Linked DNA regions of Mus musculus: region 1 is linked to region 2. A link is a contact called in public Hi-C data. All regions are on one chromosome and are shown on one strand. The core of a region is the stretch at or near the end of the contact, and the rest is flanking DNA. Distances in the headings are between cores, read along the strand shown.

Evidence for each region. Hi-C and Micro-C count contacts between places; a contact is called where the count stands out from the background.
Region 1: a Hi-C map of B cells shows a contact between it and region 2, with 8 read pairs. The contact joins the enhancer-like site here to the promoter of Bank1 in region 2. A contact is called at or near these places in 2 of 39 promoter capture datasets (embryonic stem cells and liver), 1 of 484 Hi-C or Micro-C datasets (B cells) and 2 of 9 other capture datasets (liver and macrophages).

The regions. Positions count from the first base shown.
Region 1 is chr3:137,290,707-137,296,317 of GRCm38.p6, forward strand. All of the region lies in intron 1 of Gm567 (predicted gene 567), which reads left to right. Among named protein-coding and RNA genes, the nearest start is that of Gm567, 3.9 kb to the left of the region's middle. Within about 2 kb of position 2,670, at least 73 of the 459 cell types and tissues checked have an H3K27ac peak or open chromatin away from gene starts, as enhancers often do. A contact at or near this core is called in B cells, where this site is marked.
Region 2 is chr3:136,322,642-136,327,889 of GRCm38.p6, forward strand. It overlaps Bank1 (B cell scaffold protein with ankyrin repeats 1), which reads right to left and starts at 3,425. Exons shown (of 17, transcript NM_001033350.3): 1 at 3,229-3,425. The coding sequence starts at 3,298.

The DNA.
Region 1 (5,611 bases), core at 1,420-3,919, 970 kb after region 2:
AAATTCTATATTCAATCAATTGAGAATGTGCGTACCCAACTGCCTGTCTTATCTTGCTATATGTGAACCAGGGAAATATCTGTCTTCTTTACCTTGTCATTTAGCACTTGTTTGTAATAGGAACTTGAAGCATCATTTTCTAGCTTTTATATAGATGAGACCATTTAATCTACAAATAGGATAATGTTAGTTCACTTCTGCTTTTATTCATTTTCATATATGTATATTTAATATATACACACATATATAATAAAAACATCCATATATATATATATGAAAACACACATATATATATGAAAACACACAAGTATATATGTATATACACAGAGAGAGAGAGAGAGAGTACAACAGAGAGACTACGTGAAGCACAGAGTTTATAGCTGGTGAGGTCATATCTAATTATTAGTAGTGACAAGATTCAACCATCACTGAAAGTGGTGGTCGAATTTCAATGTACATTAGGATCATCAGAGAGTCTAATTAAAACAAAATGTTGGGCCATTCCCTTAGAAATTCTCATTTACTAGGTCTGGTGTAATAGTAACTTTTATTCACCTGATTTCAATGTCATCTCAGAGGCATACTGCCTTCATCTGCTAACCTAGGCCTAGTCCTGGAAGCTTGCTAGCACTTCTGTACAATCTTATCTAGGCCTAGAATATTTTCAGCCTCTGAGACTTGCTGCTGAATAGGTTTCCCCTTTCTTGTTCCTTCTGATCTTTGGCAGGTTGGTACAACTGAGCTGTTCTGACTCAAACTCCTCTCCAAGCTAACTGATTCAATCTGGTGTCTCTTTTTCTGCCTCTGAATTGCTCTGCTTAGACTCACACCAACTGTGGCAATATTCCAGTCTCTTGGTTCCTTCTCATTCTTTGGCTCATTCTGTCTTCATCTATGTCTAGCTTGTTCTCCCTCTGCAACCTGTCTTTCTATAACTGTTGCAATAAAACTGCCTTCTCTCTCTGCACTGCCCCTTAAATAGCTTCCCTTTCCTCTCTCTTCTTGTGAGTGTTGGGTGTATCCTATCAAATCTTTCTCTGATTTGCTACTTGATCTGCCACTCAATTAGACATCACTTTCAGACATGGGTACTTCCTTCGACTAACTAACTTTACCTTCATTGTTTGGGATTAAAGGTGTGTAGGATTAAAGGTGTGTATACTAAGGGCTGAGCCACACCACAACTAAAAACAGTTTGGTTTTGGTATTTTTGTTTATTTGGTTGGTTGGTTGGTTGGTTGGTTTGGTTTTAGTGTTTGTTCTTTTTTCAGTAAATAACACAGTCTTATGGATCAAGGTATGAGCAAATATCCTGCAAGAGTCTGGCGTGGAGTCCAATAATGAGTACTATTTATAAGGTTCCAAAACTGCTATTAACACTGGTACCAAGACCATACTTGGAGGACTGCTGCCTTGCATCATAGAGGATCTTCATCTTACTGGGATGTTGGCTGAATTAGATGGCAAATGGTTTCTAAGAGAGACAGGAATATTGTTTACACTCTATCTTCTCTATCCATGAAATTATGTTATTTCTCATGCTCTCTCTCTTTTTTCCCTTCCCTTTCTTTCTTTCTCTTTCTCTCTCTCTCCTTCTTCTTCATCATCTTCTTCTCCTTCTCCTTCTCCTTCTTCTCCTTCTTCTCCTTCTTCTCCTTCTTCTCCTTCTTCTCCTTCTTCTCCTTCTTCTCCTTCTTCTCCTTCTTCTCCTTCTCCTTCTTCTCCTCCTTCTCCTCCTTCTCCTCCTTCTCCTCCTCCTCCTCCTCCTCCTCCTCCTCCTTCCTCTTCTTCTTCTTCTTCTTCTTCTTCTTCTTCTTCTTCTTCTTCTTCTTCTTCTTCTTCTTCTTCTTCTTTTGCATCCTTACAGTTGCTCTTTCCTCTGCCTGTAACCCTCCCTCCCAGTGCTTTTATGATTTGTTTCCCCAGTTCATTTAAGCCCTTGTCCAAACAAAATCTTCCCAGAACAGCTTGTCTAACAACTGTACCCAAAGTACAACCCTGTCATTCTGTCCCCTTATCAAGCCCTCTTTCTTCATAGCATTTTTCATAGTTTTTAATACTGATATCGTTAAACATATCATATGATCTAGTTATGTAGATACTATTTTAAAAGAAAAGAATTCTGCCTCATCATGTATGACACCAAATTCTAATGCTCAGAGGGAATTTCGAACACAACCCAGATGTACCACATTATCTGATACCAGGATACCTGTTCTTAAACATCGTATATCAGGATAATCCTTTATTGACTGGCTGATATCTATTGTCTCTGTGTTAAAAATAGGCACCTAGAAGAGCAGAGATGGATAGATGGTAAAACATTGCTGGTAATGAAATGTCCAGACACCTGACAGATTACTAAGGCTAAGAGTATGAAAAATGATATATACTTCACAGCTATCAGCAGGCAATTGAAAATGCCTCCTTTTATGAGAGGGTCAAGACAGTTTCATTTTAGGATCCGTACTTACTGGCAAAATTGATTTCAGTATGTGCAAGGGGAAATGCTTTGTTATCTCCTCTCTCTGGCAGAGAGTGAAAAGAGGAAACCCCAGAAAAGGGAAACTGTGTGATAGCCATAGAAGGGCCGGCCGATGTGTAATGCACAGCGCAGCTGAAGAATTTTAAGTTGCCGGCCCTCTTGGCACACTTCACAGACCCCACTCGCTTCCTGTGGATTCCTTTTTAGTTCTGTCATGCAGAACCTGGACTTCCATGCTCTCATGCCTGTGAGTTACAAATTGCCATGGGCCATGCTCCTCTGAGTAAGAACTGAAAATCAAACGTCACTCAAAACAACCTAAAGTGGATATCTGGCACAGAGCTGCACTGGCTGCTCTCACTTAGCCCCAGGCTTGGTCTAAGCCAGTAATGCAAGGTATTTGTTTGACAACATGGTTTTATTCTTTGACTTCATGCCTATACCTACCTGGAATAAGTCAGATACATGAAAGCTGAAAGGTCTTGTTTCTGTTCCTTTGGAGACAGTGAAGTTCACTCTTTCTCATTGGCAATGCCATATATCTATAGAGAATTATCATTTCATAACCCGAGCCCTTGTAAATATTACTCCAGAAATCCAGAAATTGACTTGAAAGTAATGGTCACATATTCACTTTTGTCATTGTATTTTATAGGAGATAAATAAATATTTAATTAAAGTTTGTTTTTAATTTATAGTTCATAGCCTGTAGACGAAATATTTCTTTGTGTACAGAGAATCATCATCTAAAGGGGCTCAAGTTTCCCTTCGGTCAGGCTGACACTTGGTGCTTTGAGCCAAGTCTCTGCTTCATGCTTCAACAGGAATGAAACCTACACTGCCCTTGAGCACGTCTATTCCCTGGCTCAGTTTAACATTTAGAACCTGAGGAAGGGTGTTGGTTAAATCACACACTGGTTGGTGTCTGACTGCAATCTGGCTACTAATACTCAACGAAGATTTATTTACATCTCTTGACCAAAATTCTCTTATCTTCTCTTTTTCACAGAGATTACATTATTAAAAAGCCAAGAATATTCCACTATATCTTCACAGATACGCAAGATAAGTAAGAATGCCCTAGATAACATACCAGGATCTCATAGAAGAATATATTGAAATAAGACGATAAGACATACTATATATATATGTGTGTGTCTGTGTGTGTGTGTGTGTGTGTGTGTGTGTGTGTGTATATGTATACACTTGAAAGTAATATATATATTTAAAGAGTTCCCTGAAATCAAGAAAATTTCAACATGTAGTTTAAAAGAATTCTAAGTTTTGATTTAAATACCAAGATTTGAAGGAAATTACTTTCAACTGTTCTAAAAAACCTTGCTGGTAAACAAGACAACAGAAGTGTAACAAATCAAGACATGGGCAGAGAAACTAGAGAGATGGCTCATCTCAGTCCCTGGCACCCATGCCAGGAAGCTCACAACCACCTGTAACTCCAGCCCCAAGGACTCTGAAGCCCCCTTTGGGCCTCCATAGGGACCTGCACACACGTCTACATATCCATGCATAGATTCAAATACATATACTTGATTAAAACCAAAAATAAACATTTAGGAAAAGAATAACTAAAAAAAAAAATTCACAGGGGAAAATTGTGGTCTAAAATCTATTTAACTGCTGAAAAAGATTGGGGCAAAGGTCAAGACTATGAGTTCAATCCAAGTATAAATATTATAGTCCTTAGTGAGGTATATAGTTGGCCAAAGTTAGAGGAGCAAATGTACTGACCTCTTTTCCACAAATAAAAAGTAAAGGCAGAGCCGGGTGTGGTGGTGCATGCCTTTAATCCCAGCACTCGGGAGGCAGAGGCAGGAGGATTTCTGATTTCGAGATCAGCCTGGTCTACAAAGTGAGTTCCAGGACAGCCAGGGCTATACAGAGAAACCCTGTCTCGAACCCCCCCCCCCCGCCAAAAAAAAAAAGTAAAGACAGGGCATATTTAAAAATCACAAAGATACATAAAGCAAAGAACTTGCAAAGTTCTAAAGCAATTTAATATTAACAAGATAGAAAACAATGCTCCTATCAAAGAAGACAATTAGGCTAAACTCCTGTGATGGCTTACGATCATTCTCCTTTGGATTACAAAGAAAAATGCTATTCTCAAACAAAAGATGAAAACCATGTCAGGTGACTACTAACAAAAGGAATGTGGAGAGCCTGAGTGAAGCCAGAAATCACCAAATGAAGGTGACAAGGGGCTTCCTCCCTTCCCAGTTCCCAGGGATTGTTCTTCAGCGACTTCACCAGACAATTCTAGAAGTTCTAGACACACTAGGAATAAACATAGTGTATGAACTATTCCAGAACATCACAGAAGCTCTGGGAGAGCTTACATTAAAGCATATACATACACTTTGTGAACTTGTTTATATTTACAAAAAACATATTTCTGTAGAGCCATTTAGGATAACATTAAGGAGTTTTCACAGGTAGGAAAGGGAGTTAGAGGAAATGTTTTATTCCATATCATCTACTACCTGTAGAAAAATAAATACAACTAAATAGCATCACTTAGTCTCATTTTGTGAAGGGGGTACTTTCACTACACAAGGATTAAAGGAAGTGACATTCTCTTCCAAACCATGGAAAATGGCTGTCACCAGTTTTAAGTGTCAGAAGTAAAATGGTAAGAAGCTGGAACATAGCGTGCTCTACAAGGGTCGAGTCTCCAGGCTCCTACAGGTGCAGACTGTCAAAGACTACAGGGCACAGTTATCATAAGGATCAGCAAGTCTAGATGAGGCACAGCCCCAGACAGACAGACACACAGCCTGAGGCGATGCTGTCTCTGTGGGCAGAAATGAATTTACCACAATGGTAATAAGTCTTCAGTGTTATAAATTATCCCTTCTCTAGTGTCCTGGGAACTGGGGAAGTTTACAATGTTCTAGGAGGGAAAGGAGACTCACGCTGTACTGAGGGAGCATTTCTGGCAAATTTACTCAAGTGAATCTTGAAGGATTCTGCACCATGCTGTGCTGTGGATCCTTGGTCATAGTCACTTATTTTGTACCTATTCTTAGTAGTTCATAGCTATTCTAACAGATATCATAAGATGGGTGGATTATGCATAACAAAATGTGTCTCTCATACGTCTAGATA
Region 2 (5,248 bases), core at 2,175-4,674:
GGGTGTGAGACAGTCTGCATCTGGAAGCATCCCAGGTGGGCAGTGCTCATTAAAGTATGGGCAGTAGAAAAGTCCCTCTTCTATTCCAGGGTCACCCTGTCATCCTGACGCTTAGGCCTCACCTCTTAGTGATTACACATTACTGAATTATTTCACACTTCAGTGAAAACTGTCTAAAGTGGCTTCCTTCTTTAATTCTCAGATCACGTGACCTAATCGGAATCCTTACTTTAACGAAATCAAGTTTTTCCTGGTACCAGGGTGGGACCAGGGGTTTGCTGGGTAGGATAAACCTGGATTAGAGTTTGTGAAAGAGCTGTGAATCCATTGAATGCAGAGGGAGAGACTTGGGCAGCTGTGCTCCACAAAAGTTGTGGCTACAAACAGAGCACACTGTGAGTAAGAACACACATTGATTCTAATCTTTAATGTTTTCTGCTTTCACATGGATCACAAAACCAATAATGCCAATGAAAACTGTTTAAGGTATGGGACAAATAATTTGAACTTTAATGAATAGATCCAAAGGAAGGTAGTAGATTTTTGGTCTTTTGTTTTGGTTTGGGTTGGCTTGGTTTTGGTTTGTTGTGTTGTTTTTATTTTTATTTATTTATTTTTTTGTATCTTGGTTTGTTTTTCAATATAGGGTTTGTTTGTGCAGCCATAGTTGTCCTGAAACCTTTCTGTAGACCTGTCTGGCCTTAAACTCAGACTGCACCACCATACCTGGCATTAGCAGTTAAAAAATAATAATAAGAAGAAACATTTGTTTTAGGATGAAACAGAGGCAAGATCCCCTTTTGACATTTTTCAACCATATCTAGTTAAATATAAATCAAAAGACATATTCTTAACCCAATTCCTATTCACTGCACATTTTGTCTACTGATTAGACTGTTGCCCTAGCCCTGGTTATTAAAATTTGCCATCTGCCACTGAAGGGGTAACAGATACATAATGGTGACTTTAACTCCAATGGCAGGATGTGTGGATGTGTTCATTACTAGTAATGCCTTCATGGGTGTCAAAGCATGCTTACTACTTCATACTGCTTGATACACAGCTCTAGTGAGGAGACACATAGTGGCTGCGGAGCTACTGACCTTCTGATACCGCTTGTGTGGGAAGTAGCTCCTATGCAGCAGTTTTCTCTTCTCAGAAGGGATGCAGTTGACCTAACTGAGCCCCCTCATCCATGTAGCACATTAAGCTAAAGTCAACCCTGTGCTGAGAAAAATGTCTCACGTAATCTCCACTTCATAAACAGAGTCAAGAGACTAGGACGCCCTGTGAGCCCTTCCTCTTCCTGAGAGACGGGAGTCACCATCTTGAATTGGCTACCTACTACTGAGTGACCAGCCACCAAGGATAGCTTCAAACTCATGGTTACATGGGACCTGATTAATCTCTGAGGTTCACAAAATGAAAGAAGCAGACATGAACACAAGAGTGAGATTTGGGGTGGGGGGGACATGAAAAAGATGGGTTCAGGGAGAGGCAGAGGATGAAACTGGGCCCTAAGTGTTGCATACACTTACAAAACTGTAGAATAACAAATTTAACTAATAAGAAGAGAATCTGTTGACTTAAAAGACAACTTGCATTAATGAATTGGGCTTGGGTTAAATCTTGTGGGGGAGGGGGATGACTTTCCAGTCCATAAGAAAGAAGCTGAAGCAAGTGCTAATTACTGTATTGAGAAGGACCAAAGAGAGGACACGGAGGAGCAAGAATACTCAGCAAGACATGAATGTTTCCTCATCTTACCCATGTTGCTCAAAATAACCACTGTCTCTAGACACTAACACAAGGTTCATTGACACAAAAGGCATATTCCAACATGTTCTATTAAACTCAGCTGTTAAATAGAAATTACAAAAGAGGTCTCTTGTTCAAGGTCCAAAAGATGAGTTGTTTCTGCCTGTTTGCTTGCAAAGGCTACTTTGCCACAGATCCTGAGCTATGCAGTGGTGACAAAAGCCATGGTCCGGAATTTAAAATGGTACAGTTTTCCCACATCACTGGTACCAGAGGGTCTCAGGCCATCTTCCATTGTTATAGATACATTCCCCATTTTAATGGAAAAAAAACAACCGTTCACATTTATTAAAAGTGTATCTCAGACACTATTGCGTATGCCAGCAAGATTTTGCTGAACGGACCCTGATATAGCTGTCTCGTATGAGGCTATGCCAGTGCATGGCAAATACAGAAGTGGATGCTCACAGTCATCTATAGGATGGAACACAGGGCCCCCAATGGAGAAACTAGAGAATGCACCAAAGGAGCTGAAAGGGGTCTGCAACCCTATAGGTGGAACAACAATATGTACTAACCAGTACACCCCGGAGCTCATGTCTCTAGCTGCATATGTAGCAGAAGATGGCCTAGTCGGTCATCATTGGGAAGAGAGGCCCATTAGTATTGCAAACTTTATATGCCTCAGTACAGGGGAATGCCAGAGCCAAGAAATGGGAGTGGGTGGGTAGGGGAGCAGGGCAGGGGGAGGGTATAGGGAACTTTCGGGATAGAATTGGAAATGTAAATAAAGAAAATATCTAATAAAATAAGTGTATCAGACCCTAAAAACAACTAAAGCCAAAAGATCCTACCTAAAATAAAGTTAATAAAATACAATAAAAATAAAAATGTTATGAGAATTTTAATTCTGATTAGTAAATTAAAATAATTTCAGGCTACAATTTCTTGCTGTATAACTCACCAGGAACACCTCCTATAATCATGTTAATATTCTGGTGAAATCTCTTTACCAAAGCTAAGTTTTTAATGCTTATTCTGGAACTTCACATGCATTTAAAAATAAAACCAAAAGGAACTCAAACCAAGCACCTCAGCAGTCATTTGAAAATGTAAACTATCTGACATAGTCAACCAAGTTGACTCCGTTCCTTTTTCTCATTTAGGAGCTCATGGTTCCAGGGAGTTGGTTTTATACAGACTGATCCGGGGCAGGGGAATGGGCAAGGATGCTTCAAACGAGGCATTTTGCTCCATGTATATACATTTCAGATGAGATCTAGCATTAAAGCTGGGTGCAAAGTGATTTTCAAAAGTAGAGAAGCCCCCACCCCACCCCCAGGTTTAAAGACACCCAGGTCTTGGTAGCTCCCAGGGCAAACTGTCTACTGGTGGCCCTTAGTCTCAGAAGGACTCCAGGGTCATCATGTACCCTCCACCCAAAGCCCTGACAAACATGAGACCACCCACCTGGAGGTGCTAGGCCAACCTGGAACAGATCCTGGGTGCTACCCCTAGTGCCAGAAGCCACAGGAAGCATTGCGGGAGGTTGGAGCCTGGGAGCTGCAGTGGCCAGCCCTGCCTGCAACTTCCCCTGCAGACCTTTAGTTCCGATGGTCTGTGGCCCTGCAGCTTGCTTCCTACTCTGGGGATTGTGGCCCGAGGTTGCCGGAAATGCAGCCCAGGGGCTCAGGCCGCAAGGCTAGGGTTAGGCCTTGCTGGGGGAAGTGAAATTGCTCAGGCTTGCTTTTACTTAGTTTGAGAGAGCTGTCTTAGGTTCCCTTTCTCCCAGGCTATCTTTAAGCTCAGGTGACCTAGAGCTTATAGCTTTTCTTATTCTGTTCTGTATTTCTCTGCTATGCTAACCCTTCCTTCTGCAAGACAGAAAGTAGACTTTTATAAAAGGAACTACTTGACAGAGGCATAGATAGAGATACCGTGACAGAGATATAAAGGTATGAAATTTTAGTATTTCATCTTACCCAGGCTCCAGGCTAAGTCTGTGTGTTATAGAGTGATTTTCATTCCCACATGAGAAGTTTTTCCTAGATCTGCTCTAATTTTGAAATGGGCCAGGTCAGAGACATACACATACCCTATACCCTTCTCCTCAAACATGAATTATGGCTGTGTTCTTGCTTGTTTGAAAGAATAAGAAATACCCAAAGAGTTATCCCAGAGCCTAACAATGAGCAAATATCAAAAATCACTAGACTACAACCTAACCAAAGTTGGAGATCGTTTGACAATCAAATTCAAAGTGTGTGTGTTGGGGGAGGAGGACTGGAAAAAGGGATAACATTTGAAATGTAAATAAAGAAAATATTCAATAAAAAAAAGTGTGCAAGTAACACACAGTTGCCATGGACCACTTTTCCTTCTTCGAAAAGAACCAGAAAGTTCTACTCTAAGTGTTTTTGGAATACTGTAACTATCAAGTGTCACAGAAAGTCATTAACTTTCCACACATGCTAGATAAAATTCATAAAGCAAAATGTGAGGAAGCTTTGAAAAGCATTAGATATACATTTATCTTCTACATGGTACTTCTTATTTGATCATCTTGAGTAACTCTTCCAAATTTGGAACAATAAAGCCAGTATATGAAATGATACCCTGACGTGTGAGCGGCTGCTTATGAAGGACAGCTTACCCAGAAATGTCAGCAGAGTTTACAGGGACATGGGTGTCACTCCGGTCAATGTTTTCAGAAATGCAATACTTAGGAAAGATTAAGTCTTCATAGGGGAGAAAGAAAGGGTGTGGTGTATTAAAAGGAAATTTAGTGTATTTATATATATATATATATATTTTTTTTTAAATTAGGTATTTTCCTCATTTACATTTCCAATGCTATCCCAAAAGTCCCCCACACCGTCCCCCCCCCCACTTCCCTACCCACCCACTCCCATTTTTTGGCCCTGGCATTCCCCTGTACTGGGGCATATAAAGTTTGCAAGTCCAATGGGCCTCTCTTTCCAGTGATGGCCGACTAGGCCATCTTCTGCTACATATGCAGCTAGAGTCAAGAGCTCAGGAGTACTGGTTAGTTCATAATGTTGTTCCTCCTATAGGGTTGCAGATCCCTTTAGCTCCTTGGGTACATTCTCTAGCTCCTCCATTGGGGGCCCTGTGCTCCATCCAATAGCTGATTGTGAGCATCCACTTCTGTGTTTGCTAGGTAAGCAACGGCATTGGAAGGAGGGCATGGAGAGGCAAATGATATATGTAAGCCTGGGTGTGGGAATCTCATAAGAGAATCACCACAAACTTCTTTTTTTTTCTGTCATAATCCATAAATGTATTTATGTAGATTTTCTTTTTATTAGGTATTTTCTTCATTTACATTTCCAATGCTATACCAAAAGTCCCCCATACCCTCCCCCCACCCACTCCCCTACCCACCCACTCCCACTTCTTGGCCCTGGCGTTCCCCTGTACTGAGGCATATAAAGTTTGCAAGACCAATGGGCCTCTCTTTGCAGTGATG